Regions from separate parts of the Mus musculus genome. Here region 2 is linked to region 1. A link is a contact called in public Hi-C data. All regions are on one chromosome and are shown on one strand. Each heading gives the region's core, a stretch centred on a gene start, on an enhancer-like site or on the middle of the called end of the contact. The rest is flanking DNA. Distances are from core to core; before and after follow the strand shown.

What was found. A called contact is a pair of places that touch in the nucleus more often than the background predicts.
Region 2: a contact with region 1 is called in a Hi-C map of Th2 cells, with 2.2 times the contacts expected there. The contact joins two enhancer-like sites. A contact is called at or near these places in 2 of 484 Hi-C or Micro-C datasets (Th2 cells and group 2 innate lymphoid cells) and 1 of 115 datasets of contacts at active chromatin or transcription factors (astrocytes).

The regions. Positions count from the first base shown.
Region 1 is chr2:8,960,947-8,966,465 of GRCm38.p6, reverse strand. The region is part of intron 1 of Gm30957 (predicted gene, 30957); the gene reads right to left. Among named protein-coding and RNA genes, the nearest start is that of Gm30957, 17 kb to the right of the region's middle. Within about 2 kb of position 1,340, at least 6 of the 459 cell types and tissues checked have an H3K27ac peak or open chromatin away from gene starts, as enhancers often do. A contact at or near this core is called in Th2 cells, where this site is marked.
Region 2 is chr2:9,585,752-9,591,840 of GRCm38.p6, reverse strand. Gm13218 (a long non-coding RNA gene) reads left to right here. Exons shown (of 2, transcript XR_001783609.1): 2 at 495-623. Among named protein-coding and RNA genes, the nearest start is that of Gm13218, 4.1 kb to the left of the region's middle. Within about 2 kb of position 4,105, at least 5 of the 459 cell types and tissues checked have an H3K27ac peak or open chromatin away from gene starts, as enhancers often do. A contact at or near this core is called in Th2 cells, where this site is marked.

The sequences.
Region 1 (5,519 bases), core at 91-2,590:
TGCTTACAGTCAGTTTAAATACAGTGTTGTGTTTGTTTATTTTATGTGAATGTTTTGCCTGTATGTATGTATGTATGTATGTATGTATGCATGTATGTATACTACATACAGCTTGGTATACATGGAGGACAGAATATGTCATAGGATCCCCAAGAACTAGAGTTACAGATAGTTGTCAGCCACTATGTGGATGCTGGAAATTGAATACAGGGACTCTGCAGAAACAAGTGCTCTTATCTACTAAATCGTTTCTCTAGCCCTCTAAAGAATATATTGTTACTATGAAGACTCAGAACAAATTAGCTCTATATCTATTTACTGTTTGATATGTAGGAGGTAGCCATTCTTAATATTTAAAATGTATAATTCTCTGGGGTTGAGACAATGGTTCAGTCTGTAAACTCTTTCTCTCCAGCATAAAGACCTCAGTTCAATGCCCAGTACTCATATGAAGGACAAGGTAGCATGATGTATGCATGTAACCTCAGCAATGAGATGGGAGGGAGACAGGTAGATTCCTGGCTTTTATTTGCCAGGCAGCCTACCTGAATCTGTGAGTTGCAGTTTCAGTGAGAGACCATACCTCAAAAATATGATGAACAGTGATTAAGCAATACACCCAGAATTGACTTCTGGCCTAAACACACACACACACACACACACACACACACACACACACACACACACACACACATTCTTACACACATGCACATAGGAACACATATACCATGTGCATACCCCTAAGTGGCCAACTGAATTACCAAATTGCTTTTAAGAATTTATGCTTAAAATGCCTTGCATCAATGACATTTTGAGGTAACTTTTCTGTCTCTGCTTTATATGATATGTCTTTCATTAACATTGGATAGCTTTCCAGTTAAAATGAAAATGAGTTTCCCATCACTACCTATATTTCAGTAGTGCAGTAGCATATAACAATGCCTTTTGATCTGGAAAGTGCAGTGACTGGATTCACATGGCTTAGGCTCAAGTTAACCACCACATCCTCCTTCCATCTAAAAATAGCCCATATCTTTCCAAATGGGTACCAAACCCTCTAAGTTCTTAGAACTTGTTTTTCCCCCATACTTAAATTTGAAGCCACCCACCTGGTTTTAGGTATTTTTTGAGGTAGAAGGGAGGGCTAAAAGGCAGTATTCTGCAGAATATTCTCTTGCCTTTCCTAGTTACCAAAGTTCTATTACTTCCGTTACAAAGTGGCTTTGATGTGCTTATGGGTGAGAGGGCAAAGGAACCAGAGTCAGAGTAGGTTTGAATGTGTGGGGTATGACATTAATTTGCACTTGAATAATCATTTCTGGATATGCATACAGGATATCAGCATATCTGCTTCAAACATGGGGAAAATCCCCTAAAGTCAGTCAACTCATTGCTCTACATAGTTTAAACCACAGGCTCAAATTTTTTTTAAACCAAGTTCATTATTGCTGTGTGTCATGCAGATATCAGTTGACTTTATTACAGAAGAGTAAACTTTGCACAAACCAAAAGAGGTAATGATCTTAATATGATCCCATTGGAAAAACCATGGTTTCTACCAAGTATTTTCCTATTTATAACAATAGAGAAGAATCATGTGTCCAGTATATTCAGCTTCCCCACTTAGTAGCATCTTGCAAAACAGCAGAGCAATGACACAGACAGGCAAGATACAGAACATTTCTTTTACTGTACAATTCTTTTCTGTTGGCCTGATAATAGCCAGACCAACTTCCTGCTTGTCTCCATTCCCACACTAACCCTTAGCAACCTCTAACCTATTGCATTCCCATACTTCTCTTATTTCAGGAACGGCACATAAGAGAATTGTATTGTGTGACTTTTGAAGTTCATTTTTATCCACTTAGTGTTGTTCTTCAGAGACTCATCAGGGTTTTGGCGGATGGAAGTATATGCCTTTATTGCCAAATAGTGGTCCATGGCAAGTGTTTAACCTCAACCTGCTGAGGAAAATTGGGTTGTTTTCTGTTGTTTTTGTTTTGTTTTCTTTTGCTTTTGTTTTGCAACAACTGTAAACAGATGTTGCTTTAGTGATCCATTTAGTGTCATATTTTTTCTTATTTTGCACTTTTATGTATTGATTTGACTTTCTCCAGTAGCTGGAAAGAAAAGCGATCTAGTGCTGTGTGGTATTCTTAAGCATGTGCAGCTCTGATGTCTCTTATCAAAGGAACATTTGTTGCATGAGTTTTGTTCAAGTGTTAGTTACAGGGCTTTTGGCCATAAACTCAGGGTTACTTCTTAAAAAACAATATATGTTAAGTGTGGTGTCCCAGCATAGGAACACACTTAAAACACAGCTATGTATTGACTGGCTAATAAAATGCAACCAGAGACTTCTATGGACTTGCCCTGCATTTTCCTGTGAGAAGTGTGTAGATGCTTTCTAGTCTAGAATCTATAGCTATTTTAGAGACTATAATCACTCCACACAAATGATAACAGTTACATTCTATTACAGGACAGTTATTTCATAGACTATAACCACGACACATAAACTAAGAACAATTCTGTTACATGAGGTAATCATGGAGAGTAACAATATTATATATATAAAAGCCTCCCAATAAACCAAAACCAAGTGTCTCTTCCCCCAAATGCTCTTCCTCCATGAGGTACTTCTCCATTATCTAGTACATAATGTGAGAGTGAACACACGCCCAAGGTTTGGAAGGTAATGGTTTTCTTTTACTTGAAAGCACTGGGGAACCACCCAATGAAGAATGTCAAGGTAAAATTTTTATTTTTGAAGATTATTTGGGTATATATAGAAATGAATTGGTGAATGCATATAAAGAAACTGCTAAGAATAGAAATAAGGAGACAATTAGGCATCTAGAAATGTAATTCATTTATAAGTGTTTGAACTCAAGAGTGGATAACAGCAATCTATATAGATGGGCATTCCAGGATTTTATAACTTACATGTCCAGAATAATAAATAAGACTCTTCTCACTGTATTGCAGTTCTAACTTTCAAGAGGACAGGTGAAGAGATCCTTAATGCAAACTGGAAACAAACATATAGAGGAAAAAATGATCACTTGAGAAAAAAGGAGAGTGAGAGTATGAAAAATTGTTTTGGAAGAAAGGATGTGAAAATAAAAAATTAATTGTCTCTATGCTTATGATATATTTGAGACCAATGCAAGGAAGTGTAACAGATATATGGATATTTTGTCTATCAGAAAGGAATGAAATAATGTGAATGGATGGAACTTTCCCTGCAGATACCACTAATAAAATGCAGTGCAGAAATCATCACATAGTTTTAGACCTTTAGTTAATCACTACATTGGCTATGTGGTTAGTCATGTGAGTCCCAAAGAATAGTTATCTTAAATGTTTAGCTTACATATGCCTTCTAAACAAAGTATCTCTTAGAAATAGATTTCAATAGCACATGACATATAGTATTAAGGCCAGAACCACACCCTAAATATAAGCATTTGGATTTGTTTTTTGTACCTTGGGCAAAATATAATAATCTATTTTCAAATACTGTGTGCGTTTGTATGTGTGTGTGTGGGGGGGGGGAGGATTGAGTTTTATAAGCATGTATTAAAGGCTCAGAGAGCTTATAGACATCAAATGATTTTTTTCAAAATAACAACATAGTGATTGAAGTGTAAATGAATCATGAAATATACGGATTAAATATGCTTGAGTTTATTACGCATAATTAAAATTTAAGACCTTGCTCAGGGCAAAGAATGACTGAACTTTTCTATGGAACTCCAACACCTGGGAACCCAAATGCTGTATTACCAAACTCTTCTATGGACTGAAATATCTATAAATCCCACTGCTTATTTTCCTATGCAAATTTTTAAATACTTTAAAAATGTTTAGGAAGAAATAGTTTGTCTTGAATATCCAAATAAACATGGGTTTGTTTAGAGATATGAAAAATATTGAAGATATTTTGCTGTAGCTCATTGGCAGAGTGTGTGTCTGCCACATGCAAGTCCCAAGGTTTAAATCACAGAAATGCGAACATAAATTAAGAATTAGTCTGTTTGATGTTCTTTAGTTATAAATAATCAGCTAAGCCATACAGGAGATTACATGTAACTTTCTGAAAAAAAATGTTAAGGTCAAACCTCAAAATGTATAACAAATGAAACAAAATTTAGGAATTATAGATTATGATACCTCTTGATTCTACAGTACATGGGATCAGCTACATAAAACCTTTCTCATCTTGGACTTCAAGAAGACTTATAGCATTGAGACAACAACATTAGGCTAGGCAAGTCACATGCAAGCTTTGTAATAACTTCATATTTTGTTTTCTGGTGAGAGTGGACCTCGGTCACACTTGCATTTAAAACTAATCAATGTTAAGTAACCTGGGTGTCTTTGAAGTTGTGGTTTGACTGCAGATTTTGACTACATTACAGTCGTGAAAATCATGATTCTGCTATTGCCTGCTGCTTGGGCAGGAGGTGTTTTTCTTGTTTGAACTTGAAGTTCAAGTGAATGCGGTTCTGAACATTGTGTTCATTATAACTTAGAAATTTAAAAAATGTATTTCAATGAAAATCTCAGCTTCCTCAACTATATTTTCTATTTCTTAATAACAATATATTATGGCATTTTCAGTAATTTGAGGTAGAGTCTTGCTATCTAGTTCTAGTTGACCTAGAACTCACTACAGGGACTGAGCTAATTTTGAATTTATGGGTGATTCCCCAACTTCTGCCTTCTCGGTGCAGGGATAAGAGGCTCTTACCACCATGCCTCACTTAATCATATGGATGTTAATCATAACTTACAACTTATTTTGGATTCTTGTCAGAAATATAAGAACAAGACTAGTGATCAAATACATTTCAGGATTATAATTTTGTACTTGTTTTATGTTGGCCCCCAAATTAAGTTGCATCATTTAAACTAAAACAAAATAACAACACAATCCATCTCTCAGGCTTACGAGATGTCACAGCCTGGTGCTTAGCCCAATGACCTAAATATGAGTCCCAGAACTGGTAATGTAGGAGAGGGATCTACTTTTACCAACTTGTTCTATGACTTCCACATGCACATACATGACCCCCCAACCAAATAAATACATGTAAATTAGTATAAAATCCTTCTCTCTTATTTATAACCCATAGAGTCTAATTTTGAATTTTGAGACATAAATTAAATAAATCTTTACTTCTTGCTTTATTGTTTATTTTGAAGGATTCGTGAGTTCTCAGGTGTCACTCCATACAGTCCTCAGGGACTTGTAAAGACCCAGCTTATTAATAGGCAGACTACATACAGGTCTTCAAGCGGGGTAGCTAAGATGATTAGGGAAACAAAGATGTTTACTAAGTGTACATCTCATGTATTAACCAATTTTTCCATTTGGTCTAGATGTAGATGATAATATTGGGAGAGAGGAATTATAATCTCTGTTTTCAAAGGAACTGATCCTGTCTAATGGTAGGAAGACTGTCTGAGGTCCTGGTTGGGAGCATTATGTGCATTCCTTCTGCTGTTTTATG
Region 2 (6,089 bases), core at 2,856-5,355, 620 kb before region 1:
AAAATCTAGAATCACCAGGAAAATAACCTCTGGGTACATCTGTGGGGGATTATCTTGATTTTGTTAATTGAAGAAGGAAGAACTGCCCATTGTGGGTGGCACCATTCCCTGGGCTAGGATCCTGGGTTGTATCAAAGACAGGAAGTGAGCTGAGCATAAACATTTGTTGCATTGTAGTCTTGCCTGAGGATACCACGTGAGCCTGCTGCGTGACTTCCTTCTCTGTGAAGGACCTTGAACTGTGAGCCAAAATAAGAATTCTTCCCCTGAAGTCGATTATTTATTTATTTAAGGTATATGAGTAAACTGTCTCTGTCTTCAGACACACCAGATGAGGGCATCAGATCCCATTACAGATGGTTGTGAGCCACCATGTGGTTGCTGGGAATTGAACTTAGGACCTCTGGGAGAGTAACCAATGCTCTTAACCACTGAGCCATCTTTCCAGCCCCCTCATTTTTTAAGTAACTAAAAGACTTTTTTTTTTTTTTCAGAAACTTCTATGGTATCATCCACATTTTACAGAGAAGCATGGGACACAGCAAGGAAGAAGTAAAATCTAGATTCAAATTCTACAGCCTAACTCAGAAGATCATACTCTTAGTAAATATTGTTTATATTTATATTCAGACTGAACGGTGTATTTAATCATTCTTATAGCTAAGGTTAAACAAGGCTCCCTCTAACTTTTCTTTTTTCTTCAGACTGGTTGAAAACTCGTGATCTTTCTTCATAATGGGTTTACAGATTTGCTCTGGCTATAAATTTTTTTTATATTCTATCTTGCGAATGTGTGTGTGTGTGTATGTGTTTGTGCGTGCGCATATGTGCAGGTGCATACATATGTGTAGTGTGTGTGTGTGTGTGTGTGTGTGTGTGTGTGTGTGTGTGTATCTGCATGTGGAGGTCGGAGAACAGCCTCGGCAGTTGGTCCTCAGGAATCAACCATTTTTACTTCGAGGCAGGCCCTTATTAGGTTGACTACTTGCTGACAAGTCGTCAGGCTGTCTGGCTCATGTAAGCCTCCGGAGTCTGCCTGTCTCTCCTTCCTTCACGGACTATAAGAATGCACGTCTCCATATCTGGTCTTTAAAAAAAAAAAGTGGGTTCTGGGAATCAAACTGAGGTTCTCCTGCTTGCAAAGCCTTTGTCAGCTGGCCCAGCTTTCTATTTTCCCAGCCCCTGACATCAGACAGTTTGCCTTGAAAGAGACAGGCTGGGTTAAGCCAGATATTTATGATAGCTATTTCTTATTAGAGACATACTTTCTGAAGCCCGTGTGTCCCAGCAGACAGTGTATTCTAGATCTCAATTACCTTTGTTGGAGTTTTACTTTTCATACACTTCCCCTGAGTTTCAATCTTGACCTTTGGACTGTACATCCTTATCTCTGATTTGAAGATGTGCATACAGAGGAAGCAAGTTAGGGGATGCTCCCAAAGTCATCTGGTCAACCAGGGAGTCAGGCTGAGCCTCTTGTCTGGAAGTTCATCTCCTGGTGACAGAGCTCTGTTAACTTAAAGAGTAGGGGATCAGTTTTTTTCCTGGGTGCCTGTCAATTGTTACCTATGGAGATGGTGGTGCTCAAAGGTCTAACTGGAAAACACAGTGACCTGCTCTCTCATATGCAAGGTTAAGAGACTGCTTTCACACATGAAGCAAGCTTGTAGAGAAATGTGATAGACTACAATGGGATTGGGTCTGATTTTGAGATTCTTAAAGCACTATTGACTTCCTGGAAACCTCTTGTTAATTTCTACACACGTCTGCTATGACCTTTCCCTTCCTTCTCATTTCCTTCTGGTTATTTCCCCTCTGGGGCAATTTTCAGGAAAACAAAACAAAACAAAACAAAACAAAACAAAAAAAATGTTTGAACTTTCTTTTGTTCTCCAAACTAAGAGCAGTTTTATTAAGTCTCCAGGAAAAGGTGTATATCCATATGTTATTATTATTATTTTTTAATAAAAGCAATATTTAGGGTGATAGAGGAAGGATGATCAAGAATTTAAGACTAGCTTTGGCTACATGGTGAGGCTAGCCTGCCTGGACTATTTGAGGTCCTATGCCAACAAAAAATATTTTCGATGTAAATACAGTAGTCTTGTAACTCTTGTTTTATGAAGGAAAATACCGATGAGAAGGTCAAACAGTTTTGGCCACTGAGCTCTTTGGCTTGGGGCATGAATGAGAAATGGCAAAATGGAGATAAACCTTTTATTCAGAAACTAGATGTCTTGCTGGCTGGGACAACTGAAAGTTTTAACACAGTTCATACCAGCACTTGGGTCTGTGGAGAGGCTGACCCAAGGTAGGTGCTGGCCTGGTTTGCATTCTTTTAATCTTCAAGGTGTTTCCCAGTGTTGACTTCTGGTTGCAATGTACCTGTGAACATGTGGTCACCTATGACCTCTTGGCAGAAAAGTATTCCTGTTTGAGAAACAACTATTCCACTTTACAACAATAAGAGCTCTGGCCTTTGACATTAAATAAACAGGGCTAAGCACAGCTCTCCTGGTATAATAGGACCTCAGATTGTGTTCTGGATTCTTCAACTAATCTGAGCTCAGTTCTGAAAACTCAAAGCTCCAGAGGTACCTCTAAGTGGGTGTCAGTGCTCTGTCTACTATACTTATCACTTGTACAAAAATTCATTATTTTATCTTTAAAGGAAAAATAAAGAAAGGAAAAGAAAAGAAAAGAAAAGAAAAGAAAGGAAAAAGAAGGAAAAGAAAAGGAAGGAAAAGAAAAGGAAGGAAAAGAAAAGGCAAGGCAAGGCAAGGCAAGGCAAGGCAAGGCAAGGCAAGGCAAGGCAAGGCAAGGCAAGGCAAGGCTACAGAGTGGTGCCACACTACAAAAATCTCAGCCCTTGTAATACTGAGGCAGGAGAATTGCTATGAATCAAGGCTAGCTTGGGCTGCATAATAAATTCCTGGTCATCCTGGGTTACAGAGTCTCAACACACACACACACACACACAGACACACACACAGAGGCACACACAGGCACACACAGACACACACAGACACACACAGGCACACACAGACACACACAGACACAGACCCCCCCCCCAAACACACTAATAATAATGATGATGATAGTAATAATTTTATTTAAAACATTTTGGGAAACTGTCACATTGTATGAAATCTACCCTACAGGATTGCTCATTATAGGCATTGTATTGTAAGTGGCCTTTTAGATCTTCTCATCTTGCCTTAACTGAAAGTCTGTACCCCCAAAATAACTCCCACTTGCTCTTTCTCCATAACTGGCAACTGTCTTCCTCGGTGCCCTTCCATGGGTTTGATTGCTTTTGATTCCTCATGGGAAGTAAGACTGAGGTTCTTCCAAAACCGAATGAATGAATGAATGAATGACTAGAAGATCTAGAAGAACTAGAATGAAAAGGGATGGAGAAGAGAAACCCAGATGTGGGCGTGTTTGCTGAGGAATTTGAACTCCATGGTGGTGAACCGTCCCCTCTACAATCATGTTCACCTTTGGTGAGTTTGAAGTGGCCTGTGGGAGGGACTCCCAGGTTCAAATTCACAGGGATGAATAACTTCATAGTTTGGACTCTACAGAGTGAAGCCTCTTTAGCTTATTTCATGAAGGCATGTTTGAATGTGGTAAACAAGGGGGTGAGATTACATGCAGCAAGGACTGGAGCGTGATTTGTCACTGACAATGGAAGTCACATTTTATAAATGATTGATCCTTTGAGTATCTTCCCAAAGATCATCAATGGGTTCTTAAAGGACATTTACTGTTGTTGCACCAAGGCCATGGTTAGCAGATCAGTTTTGAGGGCTAATGGTTCACAGCTAGATAGTCCTATGGGATAAGTGCTGTATCCCTGCTTTAAAGTGTACCTTCACAGGGAGACTCCTCCTGTACCTCCCATACCCCTTTTGTTAGTAGAAGCAAGTAGAAGTTCCATTTGTAAAAGTACAAGAGAAAGGGTTTTGCTCTCTTTCCTCTGACCAGTTCCTTCCAAAGAATATGGAGTGTGAGCTGTTTGAGTATAGGGCTCTTGCTCACCCAACTGGAACAGCAGGGGCAGCAATGTTTGTGGTGGCAGCCACAGCTGCAGCCTCAGTAGCAGCAGCAGCAGTAGTAGCAGCATCAGCACACTAACATCTTACATCTTAACATCTTTTAAGTTGTTGTATCAGGAAGAGACATTTGACTTTTATTGCTTCTTTCCATTTCTAAGTTTTCTCTTTAATTTCCTTAGCGTCATTTCCAGAGTCCTGAATTACTAGTCGATCCTTTCAAGTTCATTTGCCACTCCCTGTTTAGAACAGAAGTCTTCTTAGCGGTACAAGAGGGCTGCTAGTCTATGCCCATTGCCTAGCTGGCTGTGTGGTTTTGGACAAGTGAGTCTAGTTTTCTAGCTCTCTTGTTGTTTCATCTCTGAACTATGAGTGTTAGGCTAGAATGACCATGTCCAGGTTCTTGAGAAATGAAAAAAAAAACCCTTAGGATGTTGGGGGTTGAGTGTCAGGGCTGGCCTTCGGTTTTCACCTAGTAACCAAGACACAAGCATCACAAGACTGTATTTCACCAACTGGAACTCAAAGGTAAGCTTGGAGGAGAAGAATCTTAGCAAGTGGGTAAGAGTGATGGAGTTCTTGAGAGGACCACATTCTAACTCTGAGTATCATAGACAGTATTTTAACATCACCAGCTGAAACATGTGTTATCCATAAGTCTATAAAATAACCGTTAATCATGTTGAAATCTCGATGTATCTATACTGAGATGTCTTGGAGAGGGAATCACTCACTGTGAACAACCAAAAGTTTTCTCTGTAATTAGAAGCTTCTCATCAACATTAAGCCGAGCTGGAGTCTCCCACCTATTGCTCTCAGCTGCCTGGAGCCCATGTTAGATGTAGTACAGATTATGGATGCTTCTAGATTTAGGATAATTTCACCTGATTTCCTTAGGAAACCAATACAAGGCCTATCATCCTGCCTTACTTGGGGCCGGGGGCGGGGGGTGGGGGGAGAGAGACGGTGCAGTGGGGTGACAAGTGATCCATTGTTGCCATTCTTGGGTTCTGGCTTATGAAAATATCCTTCTTATCATTTGCTATTTTGTCAAAGCCACGGCTCAGCTTCACACAATATAGTTGGGTTGCTGTGTGGAATGTGGTGGCTGGGTAGACTTCAGTTCACGGAGTCTTCTGGTTAAAAGCGTAGGTGATACCGAGAAAAGGGTTGACTTGTTTCATCCTCTGGTCTTAAGCTGAGCATGGCAGCTAGGACATCATTAACTTGGAAACCTTGAGAACCTCTGGAAACAGATGGTTTGAGACATCTTTGGGGTGGGATTGGCTTCACATTCAGTTCTCTGGGAGAAGGACCACGGCAAATAACCTAACAACAATGGGGTTTGCTTTTGATTTCAAACCACAGTTCATAAAACTGATCTTCTGTTCTCTCTTCATAAGACAGATATAGTGCCACATAAGGAGTTGCAAATGTAAAATTATTAATGTATGTAATTGCTCAACATAGGGTATATCCTTTACTCTCTCTTTCATAGAAGAGATGTTAATAGAAGAGATGGATGGGTTAAAAAGAACCAAGGGTTAGGAGTCTAGCACTCAGATATTCTGTTCTTGAAATTGAAACAATCAAGCATTTGGTGTTGCTCTAAATTCATGTAACAGGTCTCGAATGGGATATCATAGCTCTGCCACTTCATCGCATTTCTGGGTTAGCTAGCTTCCTCAGTTTCCAGAATGACTCTTTCAAATGCTCTCTACCATTTAAACATCTGACCCCTTTCCTGACCCCTCTTGCTTCATCTATCCCAGCTGAATACCTTGTCTCCTATGTCATAAATAAAACAAAAGCTATCAGATGGAAACTCCTTCAACGTTCAGGTATTCCAGACATGGAAAAGGTGGTGGCTTTTTTGATTATTTGCTTGTTTTGGCCCTTACCCACGACTTCTTCCTTCTTTCTGCTCCTTGGAGTTAGCCCTTCAATAGCTCTGTCCTTATTTCACACACAACCCCTTCCCATCCTTTTGGGAAAGTGACATTCTTGATGGCCCCTTTTATCTCATTATAT